Linked DNA regions of Mus musculus: region 1 is linked to region 2. A link is a contact called in public Hi-C data. All regions are on one chromosome and are shown on one strand. Each heading gives the region's core, a stretch centred on a gene start, on an enhancer-like site or on the middle of the called end of the contact. The rest is flanking DNA. Distances are from core to core; before and after follow the strand shown. Region 1 overlaps Ppfia2 (protein tyrosine phosphatase, receptor type, f polypeptide (PTPRF), interacting protein (liprin), alpha 2). Region 2 overlaps Ppfia2 (protein tyrosine phosphatase, receptor type, f polypeptide (PTPRF), interacting protein (liprin), alpha 2).

Evidence for each region. A called contact is a pair of places that touch in the nucleus more often than the background predicts.
Region 1: a contact with region 2 is called in a Hi-C map of cortical neurons, with 2.6 times the contacts expected there. The contact joins two enhancer-like sites. A contact is called at or near these places in 4 of 484 Hi-C or Micro-C datasets (the N1E-115 cell line, cortical neurons, nephron progenitors and 1 more).

What each region holds. Positions count from the first base shown.
Region 1 is chr10:106,813,701-106,819,599 of GRCm38.p6, reverse strand. Ppfia2 (protein tyrosine phosphatase, receptor type, f polypeptide (PTPRF), interacting protein (liprin), alpha 2) reads right to left here. Exons shown (of 32, transcript NM_001205341.1): 8 at 43-264. Among named protein-coding and RNA genes, the nearest start is that of 4930532I03Rik, 210 kb to the right of the region's middle. Within about 2 kb of position 3,854, at least 4 of the 459 cell types and tissues checked have an H3K27ac peak or open chromatin away from gene starts, as enhancers often do. A contact at or near this core is called in cortical neurons, where this site is marked.
Region 2 is chr10:106,607,274-106,613,055 of GRCm38.p6, reverse strand. All of the region lies in intron 3 of Ppfia2 (protein tyrosine phosphatase, receptor type, f polypeptide (PTPRF), interacting protein (liprin), alpha 2), which reads right to left. Among named protein-coding and RNA genes, the nearest start is that of 4930532I03Rik, 7.7 kb to the right of the region's middle. Within about 2 kb of position 3,310, at least 40 of the 459 cell types and tissues checked have an H3K27ac peak or open chromatin away from gene starts, as enhancers often do. A contact at or near this core is called in cortical neurons, where this site is marked.

The DNA.
Region 1 (5,899 bases), core at 2,605-5,104, 210 kb before region 2:
AGCCATTTAAGAAGCAAAGACAAACTGCTATGAGCTACCTACCTCTCGGATGTCCCTTTGATATTTTGTGTTCATTTCTTCTGTTTTAATGAGGTCCTTTCTTGCTGTCTCTGCTTCTTGTTCCACCTCTCCCACCCGGGAAGAGAGAGCTGTTAAGCGTTCTTTCATTTGGGCCATTTCATAGTTTTGCTTCTCAAGCAATTCTTGCAGCTCGACGATTTGGCTGGTGTCATCTGTCGAATCTATGGAGCCATTGGATAGACGCTGCAGGAAGAGACAAAAGCATGGCACTTAGGATCTTCTTTATTCATAACCCAAAGGATGAGAGGTAAAATGAAAACAAAAATGTCTTCACAATGAGAAATAAGAATTCTGAAACAAACTAGTGTTGGTGAGAAACTATGAATTGGGGAGTACTGATATTAATAGATAAAGAAAAATGGCATGGAGGAGCCAGATAGGTGGCTGAGCAGTTCTGCTCAGATAGAGGACCTGAAAAGTGTTCTGCTTATAGCCCCATGTAACCCTAATTCCAGGGGATCTTTTGCCTCCCTCTGGACTGCACAAGAACCTGCACGTGCACACACACACACACACACACACACACACACACACACGCACACGCACACACACACACAGAAAATAGATATTTTTAAAATATGAAAGCAAACCAGTAGTTTTTTAATTAGGGTGATAGATGCATTTGCACGATAATTTTATAAAGTATATATGAGAAATCTATATTATACGTGATTTAAGACAGACCACAAATATATGTGAGACATATAGCACATTGATTTAATTAATAGATAGGGATATAAAGTATGTAATGTTTTCACTTCTGATCCAAATTCTTTTGAGTTTCACAGACTTTATTTCACTTTGCGTTTGAAATAAAATATTTCATACACTTTAAACAGTTTATCTGGATCATGTTCTTTTGCTTCCCCAAAATATTCCCAGATCCTCCCACCCCAAACCTACCCAACGCTTGAAAACATGTGATCCTGATTTCCTTATGCTGGCCAACTTCTCCTAGGCACAGGGCCCACGTTAGAGGGTGGTTGGAATACTTAATGTCACTCCATTGGAGAATATTGATTTTCCAATTCCCAGAAGGTGTCGATTACAAGGAGCTTCTTGTTTAAGGATGGAACTTTGTTTCCAATTCACCTTCACAGGACTGAGATTATCTAATTTAAATTTGGGCATCATATATGTGACATTACAGTCTCTATGAGTTCATATGTGCATCAGTCCTGTTATGTATGGATGGTGTCTCTTCCTTTGAGTCATTAAACACTTCTGGTTCTCACAATAGTTCTCCCTCCTCTTCCACATAGATTCCCCAGCACTGAAAATGGGACCAGTTGATAAAGAAATCCCATTTCGGTCTGTATGTATCAAAATCTTTCACTTTGCATATAATGTCCAGTTGTGGGTGTCCATTTTAGCATCTACTATAAAAACAAAGTTTCTCTACTAAGGGCTATGTGGTGAAATGATTTATTCAAATAGCAATATGTCATTAGGAGTCACTTTATTGATATTTTTAGCAGAATAATAGTATTAGCATTTTCCTTAGAGACCATCACTTATGTAGCTTCAGGTTCTTGACCATTTTATCAATATTGGGTTTGGTTCCATCTCATACAATGGGCCTTAAATCAATAAAATATTGTCTGATTATTCCTATAACTTCTGTTCCATCACTGTACCAGAATATCTTGTAGTCAGATTCTTGTTGTAGATTTCAGGATCTTTATCATGGTATTATTTGATGATTATTTTTCTCCTCCTGTAGTGTGAAAGTACATTCTAGAACCATGAAAACAAGTCACTAGAAGTTAAGTTTCAAGCTGGGCACCAACTTTATTTCATGTTGTATAACCTAATTACATCGTATTTTCTGCAGTAGGGCCTTATCATCAGTCTGTGAATGGTAAGCAAAAGTGTTGACCATCTCTGATGATGCTTAGGCAATCTTAGGACAATTTCAGGCAACTATTCAACAAGATGTAATCCATTACTAGCACTGTTAGCTCTTGGTGGTTGTAGATGTCTAGTTGAGGCGTTGTCTTTTCCATCCTAGAGTGACTGCATTTAAAATTCTTTCATATACTTATAAATTCTAGAAACCTATAGTAGTAGGTTTCCATATGACTTGTCAAGGATCTTTGAATGACAGTAGGCCCTCCCCATATTTCCTTCTTTACTCAGGACTCCATTCTTCTCCCAACGTATTTTTATAGAGTGATGAATGGGACACCAAAATTACAGGTTTTAGTTTTCATGACATTCATACGAATAAAATTTACATTTTTGGTTGAAATAACATAACTTATATGATCCCTCTGAAATTCTGATTTCTGCATTATCAAAACTTAAACATTATATATGTACAATACACAGTGGAGGAAGCTGAAAAAGGTCAAATATGTTGAAGCAGTCATTTCTCCTTTTTGGGAAAGCTGTCTAGTAAGTAGGAAATCTATTTTTCAAAAATTTCTTTTAAAAAATATGAAAATATTTAAAGAAAGCAGAGAACTCAATAACAAAAGACTAAAAAAAATATATGGAGAAATCTTCAAAAAATCCAGAAAGACATTTCTTAAAATAAAAGTTATATATGACCAGATTTACGAAAATAGTTCCAACATTAGAAATCATCAAGGGAGGTACAAAATGAAACCACAATGAAAAATTATCTCATGATTATTCTAATGCCTGGTATACAAATGTTAGAGGACAGCACATGTTGGCAAGAATTTACATTAAGTGAATATAAGTTATACAGCCATTATGGAATGTGATAAGGTATCAATATAATAAAAAATAGAATTGCATGTAATCTAGTGAGCTCGCTGTTCAGTGTATTACTAAATATACAAAGGAGAATTTTACTATGCCATCTCTACCTTGTTATTCAATGTAGTATTACTCATAACACTCAACATATGACATCAAAGTGCTTCCTAACTGATCAGATGAGTAGAGAAAATGTGGTTATATGCTAATATAATACTGACTCTACAACGAAGAGCCTTTCCATTTTATGTACCATGATTGAACTTGGAAGAGATTATAAATATGATGAACCAGAAAATTGGTAACAACATAATCTTGGTTATATGCAGAATTTCATGTGTATGCAAAGTCAAACAAAGGTAACAAAGTATAAGAGAGTGATAGGACGAAAATTCAGAGAGAAAGGAAGGCTCATTAGAAAAAGAATACATTAATCCAAAAATGCAATGTTTCAGTTTGATGGAAGGAGCATGCTTTAGTGATCGATTGCATATGTGAGTAGCAGTTAAAACTTTCAAGTGAATTGGATATTCAGGCAGGGCAATGCAATTATCATGATATTCTTTCCTGATAACTAAATTATCAGGAAAGAATATACAGGAACTATTTTTCAATTAATGGAATGATTGGGATATCGGCTTTGGTGAAAAACACATACAGTGCATATACAAGGACCTGAATTCAGTCATCAATACAGTACACAAGCAGGGGTGGGCCTATGAGTAGAAAGAAAAGAATGGAGAGAGAGAAAGGGAGGGAGAGATAGGGGAGAGAGGAAACTAAGGGAGATAAGAAGAAGGAAGAAATGACAAAGGGAATAAATGACAAAGCAAGGAAGGAATGGAGGGAAGAAGAAAAACAGCGGTAGGAAGGATGGATAGATTGGAGAAATGAAGGGGAGAAAAGAAATATGGGAAGGACGAAAAGCAAGGAAATGAGAAATTTTGTCCCATAGATGCTAAGTTCAAGTTCTGCATCTAGAGAACAGAGACGGCAGAGGAGGAGATGATTTTCAGAAAGAGAAAGATCCTAACCAAGCATAAACAGGAAGGTCTGGGAAGATCAAAGCAGCACAGCTTGTTCCCCTAAGACACTCCCTTAACAGCATGAGTTTGTTCCAACCCTCCATAAATTAAGAAGCATTTGAATAAAAATGTAAATGTATCCTCCTCCCATGTGCAATTTTGTTCCTAAGAAGCATCACTAAAACCAGAAAATAGCCCCTTTTAAAACCCAACTGCCAGGCTCTCCCTGCCCATTGGCTACCTAAGTGGATCTGCGTCTGAGGCATGAGTTACACATTTGCCTCACAAGTCTCTGTGCCTCTACAGCTACAATTTAACAATTAAAAAAAAAAAAAGCTTTCAACTCTTGTGACACATGCATATACCTTTTTAAAAGCAGTGCTTTTTGTTGGTAAAGGTTTGTATTTTTCTCAGTTCCAAGATGCTTTTTTTAAAAATTTAAAACCCTGTAAAACTATCATAGCTACTACACACCTAACAAACAGTACCAGCCTCCCCTGAAATTCATCTCTGAATTGCTCTTTAGTGTTCTCTTTTCAGTCGTTGTTCAGATATTTGCATAATGCAAGAGGTCACAGTTGCCTACCTTTGTTTGTTTGTTTGTTTGTTTATTCATTCATTTGGCTATTTTCTTTATTTACATTTCAAATGTTACCCCCTTTCCCAGTCCCCCCTCTGAAACACCCTATCCCCTCCCTGTCTCCCTGCTTCTATGAGGGTGCCCCCCCACCCACTCACCCTCTCCCTCCTCCCCGCCCTCGAAGTCCTCTACACTGGGCATCAAGCCTTCACAGGAGCAAGGGCCTCTCCTCTCACTGATGCCCAACAAGCCCATCCTCTGCTACATATACGGCTGGAGCCATGGGTCCCTCCATGGGAATTTTTTGGTTAGTGGTTTAAAGAAAAGACTGAAGGATCTGAAGGGGTATGCAACCCCATAGGAAGAACAACAGTATCAACCAAACAGACCCCAAACAGACCCCACCCCCAGCCCAGGGCTCTGAGGGACTAAGCACACCTTATTCTATGAACTGTTCCTGGATAGTCCCTCCTTTCATCTTAGCTCCAAACTTTGTCTCTGTAACTCCTTTCATGGGTATTTTGTTCCCTGTTCTAAGGAGGAATGAAATATCTACCCGTTGGTCTTCCCTCTTCTTGATTTTCTTCTGTTTTGCAAATTGTATCTTGGGTATTCTAAGTTACTGGGCTAATATCTACTTATCAGTGAGTGCATATCTAATGACTTCTTTTGTAATTGGGTTACCTCACTAAGGATGATATCCTCCAGATACATCCATTTGCCCAAGAATTTCATAAATTCATTGTTTTTAATAGCTGTGTAAATGTACCACATTTTCTGTATCCATTTCTTTGTTGAGGGACATCTGGGTTCTTTCCAGCATCTGGCTATTATAAATAAGGCTGCTATGAACATAGTGGAGCATGTGTTCTTATTACCAGTTGGAACATCTTCTGGGTTTATGCCCAGGAGAGGGAGTACTGGATCTTCCGGTAGTATTATGTCCAATTTTTTGAGGAACCTCCAGACTGACTTCTAGAGTGGTTGTACAAGCTTGCAATTCCACAAGCAATGGAGGAGTGTTCCTCTTTCTCCACATCTTTGCCAGCATCTGCTGTCACCTGAATTTTTGATCTTAGCCATTCTGACTGGTGTGAGGTGGAATCTCAGGGTTCCTTTGATTTGCATTTCCCTGATGATTAAGGATGTTGAACATTTTTTCAGGTGCTTCTCAGTCGTTCGGTATTCCTCAGTTGAGAATTCTTTGTTTAGCTCTGTACACCATTTTTAATGGAGTTATTTGAATTTCTGGAGTCCAGCTTCTTGAGTTCTTTGTATATATTGGATATTAGTCCCCTATCAGATTTAGGATTGGTTAAAATCCTTATGTGTATTGTAAATGAATAAAGTTGCTTTTTAAAAACACTTTTCAAATCTGTAAAATGATTCAAACCTACTTTTATAATGGGAAAATTCTATTTAAAATCACGGAATCCTTAATACCTTTGGCATGCTAAGACTTACATAATTGTCTTTGTTCCATATC
Region 2 (5,782 bases), core at 2,061-4,560:
TGGAAAGAGATATGAATAAGGAGCGTAAAACCTTTATATAACTAACCTGACACAGGAAAATGGAACTCAAAAACATTATGCACAACTTCAGACACAATGTTCTGGATCATTCAGCTTTTAACTGTCCCTGGATGGAAGCCCAGGTAAATAAAGAAACTCAGTGTGTCAGAAATAAACAACAACTAAAAACAATCAAACAAACACAACAACAACATCAACAGCAACAAAAAAAAACCTGAAATCTATGACTCAAAATTAAAGAAATAAAATTATAAATATAGAAGTGGCATGATAAAAGATAGACAATATACACACATACAGACATACACAAATACACACACACACACACACACACACACACACACACAAAAGAAAGAAAGAGGGAAAGGCATGAAATTGAAGTAGGACTCCTTTGGAAGTCAAACAAGATCAGTAGATGTGAAAGAGAGAAAAGAAAGATTAAGGGGGAGCCAGTACTCTCAAAATACACTATAAACATGAGTTTGCTTAATGAAACCTGTTGTTATATGTATTAATATATGCTAATAAGACTAAAGAATTTTTTAAAACAAAGAGTGAAGATTTCACTGTCAGTACCAACTGAGAGGAAGTGTTCCTACATTTCATGACAAGACAAAGCCCAACACAGACCAGCTTGTTCACGCTTGGAGCATGGTAGCTGAGCATGTGTCTGAAGAATCCTTTAGCAGGAATAAGGAAATGATGGGCGAGAAGCCTCTTGTTTCTTGATTGTGCATTGGAGCAGAACGCAAGATGCAGACTCGAGTTTCTTTACTTCATGGTCTGGTCATCATTTTCTTGTTACTTGCACTCAGGCCTTGCTCCTTTTGTCTCCTCTCCCTTCTACTTTGCTTTTCTCTTAGGCAATGGGGATGCCATCTGTTAATCTCAAACTTCTGATGGTTTAGTGATCATCAGTGTACAGTTTTTCAATGGCACATGCAGGCACACAAACATACAATAAAATGCAAACAAACCATAATATATGTAATTACCTAACTTGAAGTATGACAGCATGAGTTGGCTCGCTGCATCTTTGCTACTTTGTGCAATGTCTAGTTTCCCTAACACTCAAATTTCAAAGCCGTGGATCAAAGGCTGTTACCCAGTGTAGCAATGCACCCAGCCTATCTTTTTTGTTGTCTGTTCTTGTTTGAAACAAGGTTCCTCATGTCTCAGATGATCTTGAACATTTGACTTCCTTCCTCCATCTCCTAAAGGGTAGGATTAGCACCACACGGAGCCCGAGTGGGTTCTTAAGACTCTAACAGTTGAAAAAGTGGAGTATAATTTAAATTTTAGATACTTAACTAAAAATATTTTGGCTATATTTGCATTATTATAATTTCTTGCGTTGCCTGTGCATTTTATAATTTCCTGATTATTCTCTTTTAAATTTTTCACTCCATGCAATTATGTTATGTACTATTCCATAGATTTCTCTGAAAAAAGAGAATTTTGGATATGTCTTAGAAAAAGAGACAAGCAGTTACCAAAAGCAATTAGTGTCCTGCCAGGTCTTACCACACTGAGCAAAACCCAGTTTCCTGAGCCAGATAAAAAAAAGCTGGTGTTTGTTATTTCTGTAAGTTTGACCCATAGGTCTTTAGATAATCAACTCATGTTGCTGTCATTTACAAAATGGTTGGTAATAATTTGCTTTGCATGTCCTTAATTACAGAAACATTAAATAATACAGAAGATTCCAGGTTAAAGGACAAAAAGAAAAATAAAAAGGTGTAAAAGCTCACAGAAAGTGTTCTCGACTGATAGAAAAAGAAGGTATTTTCCAGATCTGAGAGTCAAACAATATCAAAGGACAACTTTCTGTTGATGTAGAGTATGTCAGCTTATAATATATCAAAATTTGAAGTAATTCTCTATAAAACTAGAGATGTATGTATAATCCTATAAAATATTCAATCCAAAATGATCACACCCAAATTAAAATTTATAAGGTCAAACTTTGATTATTATTATATCCTGTAATAAAATCAACATGTTGAGAAACAGATAGAATCTTTTCCTCTGTGTGTCTTGGTCTCTGTCTCAGTCTCTCTCTCTCTTGCACACCACAGACACACACAGATACACACACATATATACCACATATACACATGACATTATATATATGTATAATAATATGCACACATACATATACACATGACATTTAATATATATGTATATATACATACATACATATACACCCAACACATATATGTACACACACATATATACCCGCACACATACACATACAAATATACACATATATATAAACACATACAACATACTACACACACAGATACACACACACACACACACACACACACACACATATATATAGACACCAAATACACGAAAAAATATATAAACATACACACATATATATACATGCATGCACACACACATATATGTATACATACACACAGAGAGAGACAGAGCGACACAAACAGACAGACATGCATGCACACACACACACACACACACACACACACACACACACACACACACACACTTTGAGTCAGGCTGCCAGGGAAGCACTTCAAACAATAATGAAATTAATAAAAGTGTAATTTGGAACTGAACATGCTGTTCTTGGCAAGACTAACAGCGATCCTATCATGAAGGACACCTGCTTTCAAAAATTCAATTAGGGGACACTGTTCCATCATTTTCCTAAGAGCAAAAGCTAGGTGCATTTCCAATGGAATACAATGTTTGGTGAGTGCTAAGGTGGGAGGGGGAGCAAGTGGTTTTTGAAGTATTCATTGTAAATTATCCTGTATCCTGTAAATATTTTTCTCCTCGTTGATGTAAAACATGGTTATTTTATGGTCTATTATATGAGCATCAGCAGTACACGCCTGCATAATCAGTCTCCTCTTTCCTATCAACATGTTTTAATCCATAATGGATCCTGTTTTTTGTTTTTTTTTTTTGTTTTTTTTTTTTTTGCTTTGGTTATTATGAGACTTGTTTGAAAGTAGGTAATGGTATTGTTAGTGTGAGGGAACTTAGAAGATATGGGTGGGGACAGAGCTCAAAGCGCTGCGGTCTCAGAGTGCTGGTTCCTTTGTCTTCCAGAGAAAAGCTGTGTTGAGAAAAATCCAGCTCAGGAAAAAACATCAAACATCCGGAGACATGGGAGAGCCCAGGGGTCTTATTAAATGTTTACTCCACAGCCCCACCCCCATTCACTACTGACTTGGAACTCTGTTTTGTTCTCCCAACCCAGCCAACAAAGAACTCTTTTGTTTTGTTTTCCTTTCCTCTTTCTGGCCTTTTGTCTTCCTCAAGACTTATTCTCTTTCTGCCAGACAGTCCCTTTTACTTGCCTCATGGAACTAACCAGGGCAATACTACAAGCCCCCTTCCACAAAGGGTCACAAAAGGGTGAACAAAATTCATGACAATCGTTAATAAATAACCTTTATTAACAACCTTCTCACAGAACTGCCAATTGTTATTTGATCCAAGGCAGCACAACTAGAAACATATAATCGGACATCAGTCTCAGACATACACGGGGCGTATCTGTTGCTAGCTGTCAATCAACACCACAACCAACAGGAATGGGTAGGGCTCATTTTTCTCTGCAGGTTTTCTTTCTTTGAGTAAGACATTAAATTTCAATAAGTTGGAACATTCTTTATGCCGCCTAGAAGAGATACAATGACTTTATAGATTGATGCAGTAACCATTGCTAAATTTGGTATCAGTGCTGCCTTCACTAAATCTAAGAGAACACCCACGAAGATTTTCTAAATTTTAAAATGTTTTCATTGGTTGCCCTCTTGTGGCCAAATGTGATACTACTACTACTACTACAAAAAAAAAAAAAGAAATTAGCTAATAACAAATACTATGAGTACTGGAATAATCCATCATTTATACAGACAACTTACAGGATAGGTTGTATTTATGTATAAAGGCTTATTGTAGATACATATACATATATACACACATGTATATGTGTATATATATATATATATATACACACACACATATATAGCAACATCATTGTGTGTGTATATATATATATATACACACACACACACAACAATGATGAGTGAATACAGAGGTCATGAGTTTGAAAAAAAACAAGGAGAGGTATTATTGAAAGTTTTGAAGGAGAAAAAAGGACATGAAATATGGAATCATATCATAATCTCAAAATCTAAAATAAATATTTTAAAGGTGTTCCATGCTGTTATTTTACTTTTCTTCATAATATATATTGTGTATATATCAAAAATTAACTTTACATTAAGTTAAATTTTTATAAATATACCTTCACTTGAATAATAAGCAAAGTCATGATATTTTTAAAATTTGTACATGATACAGTGAAGTTATTCAACATATTATAGCAAATAGAGAAGAGTTTATTTGATTAAATAATGAGCATTTATGAATGCAAAAAGTTATCATAATTAGTTGATATTACAGACTAAAATTCTAGTGAGATAGGTATAACATTATATAGATGAAAGACTAAAGTTATTATATAAATATTTTAGTTATGTAACATAATTAACTGAGAATTTCTGTTTTGTTTTGTTTTGTTTTGTTTTTACAAAAAGACAGTTTCAGTTATCATTAATGTGTGTGTGTTTGTGTGTGTGTGTGTGTGTGTGTGTGTGTGTGTGTCTGCAGATGCAAACCAACCACAGCACACATGGAGGACAGATTTCAGGAGTTGGTGCTCACATTCCAATGTGTGTTCCAAGACTCACGGTCAGGTGGGTACTCTTACCCAGAGAATAGCCTGAGCCAGCTCCCAGGATCATGCTTCTGTTCTCAACGATGGCATGATGAATAATACCAATATGGTCAGACACAAAAGCTGTTGAGAATTAGATGAATCTGGGCTACCTTTGTTTTGCTCTCATCAGGCTTAGAGTCTTGATTTGTAAAGTGATAACTTGGGGACACATGACAGTGTATGATAAGAATCATGTGAGATGATTCTGCATTCCAGCTGACAAAACGTTCCCAGTATTCAATATGCAACGCTTCCTTTTCTTTGACCCCTTTACCTTAATACTACAGTGTGTTCCTTCTTACCTTCCTCCTTCCTTCTCTCCTTTCCCTCTCTCCCTACCTCTTTCCTTTCCTCTTTCCCTCCCTCCTGCCTTCTTTCCTTCCTTTCTTCCCTTCCCCCATCTTTCCCTCCTTCCTTCATTCCCTCCTTCCCTTTTTCCTTTCTCCCTTCCTTCCTCCCTCCCTCCCATCCCTTTTTCCTTCTTTTACTTCCTTCCTTCCTGCCTTCCCATTACACGTTGAGGGATCTGAAGCAGTCTATTCTATTTAAGGAGAAAGGGCTCTGGCTGCCTACGCCATACAGTCATAATTTTATTTTCTTTCTGTTGTGCACATCGGGCCACGTTTTAACCAGCTGTTAATGGACAGCCAGGTAGATTTCCATCCCTTTCTTTTGTGAGTAGAGCAGCAATACATAGATGGGCAAACCCAGATGCAAGTGTCCTGGTGATAAGATTTGGAATCTTTGGGGTTGGCATTCAGCAGTGGTACAGGTGGGTGTTATGATAGATTAATATTGGCTTGAGGAGACAGCGTCATACCTGCTTCAGGATTTTATGCCCCTACTAACAGTGATCAGGGTTGCTCGCTCTGTAGCATTTGTTCTTATTTGTATCTCTGCCAGAATTTGCTGTCATTTTTAATTTTCTCATAAAGAAAGTCGTCTTAACTGGAACGAGATGAATACCTCTAATCTTTAAATACCATCATCTATGCC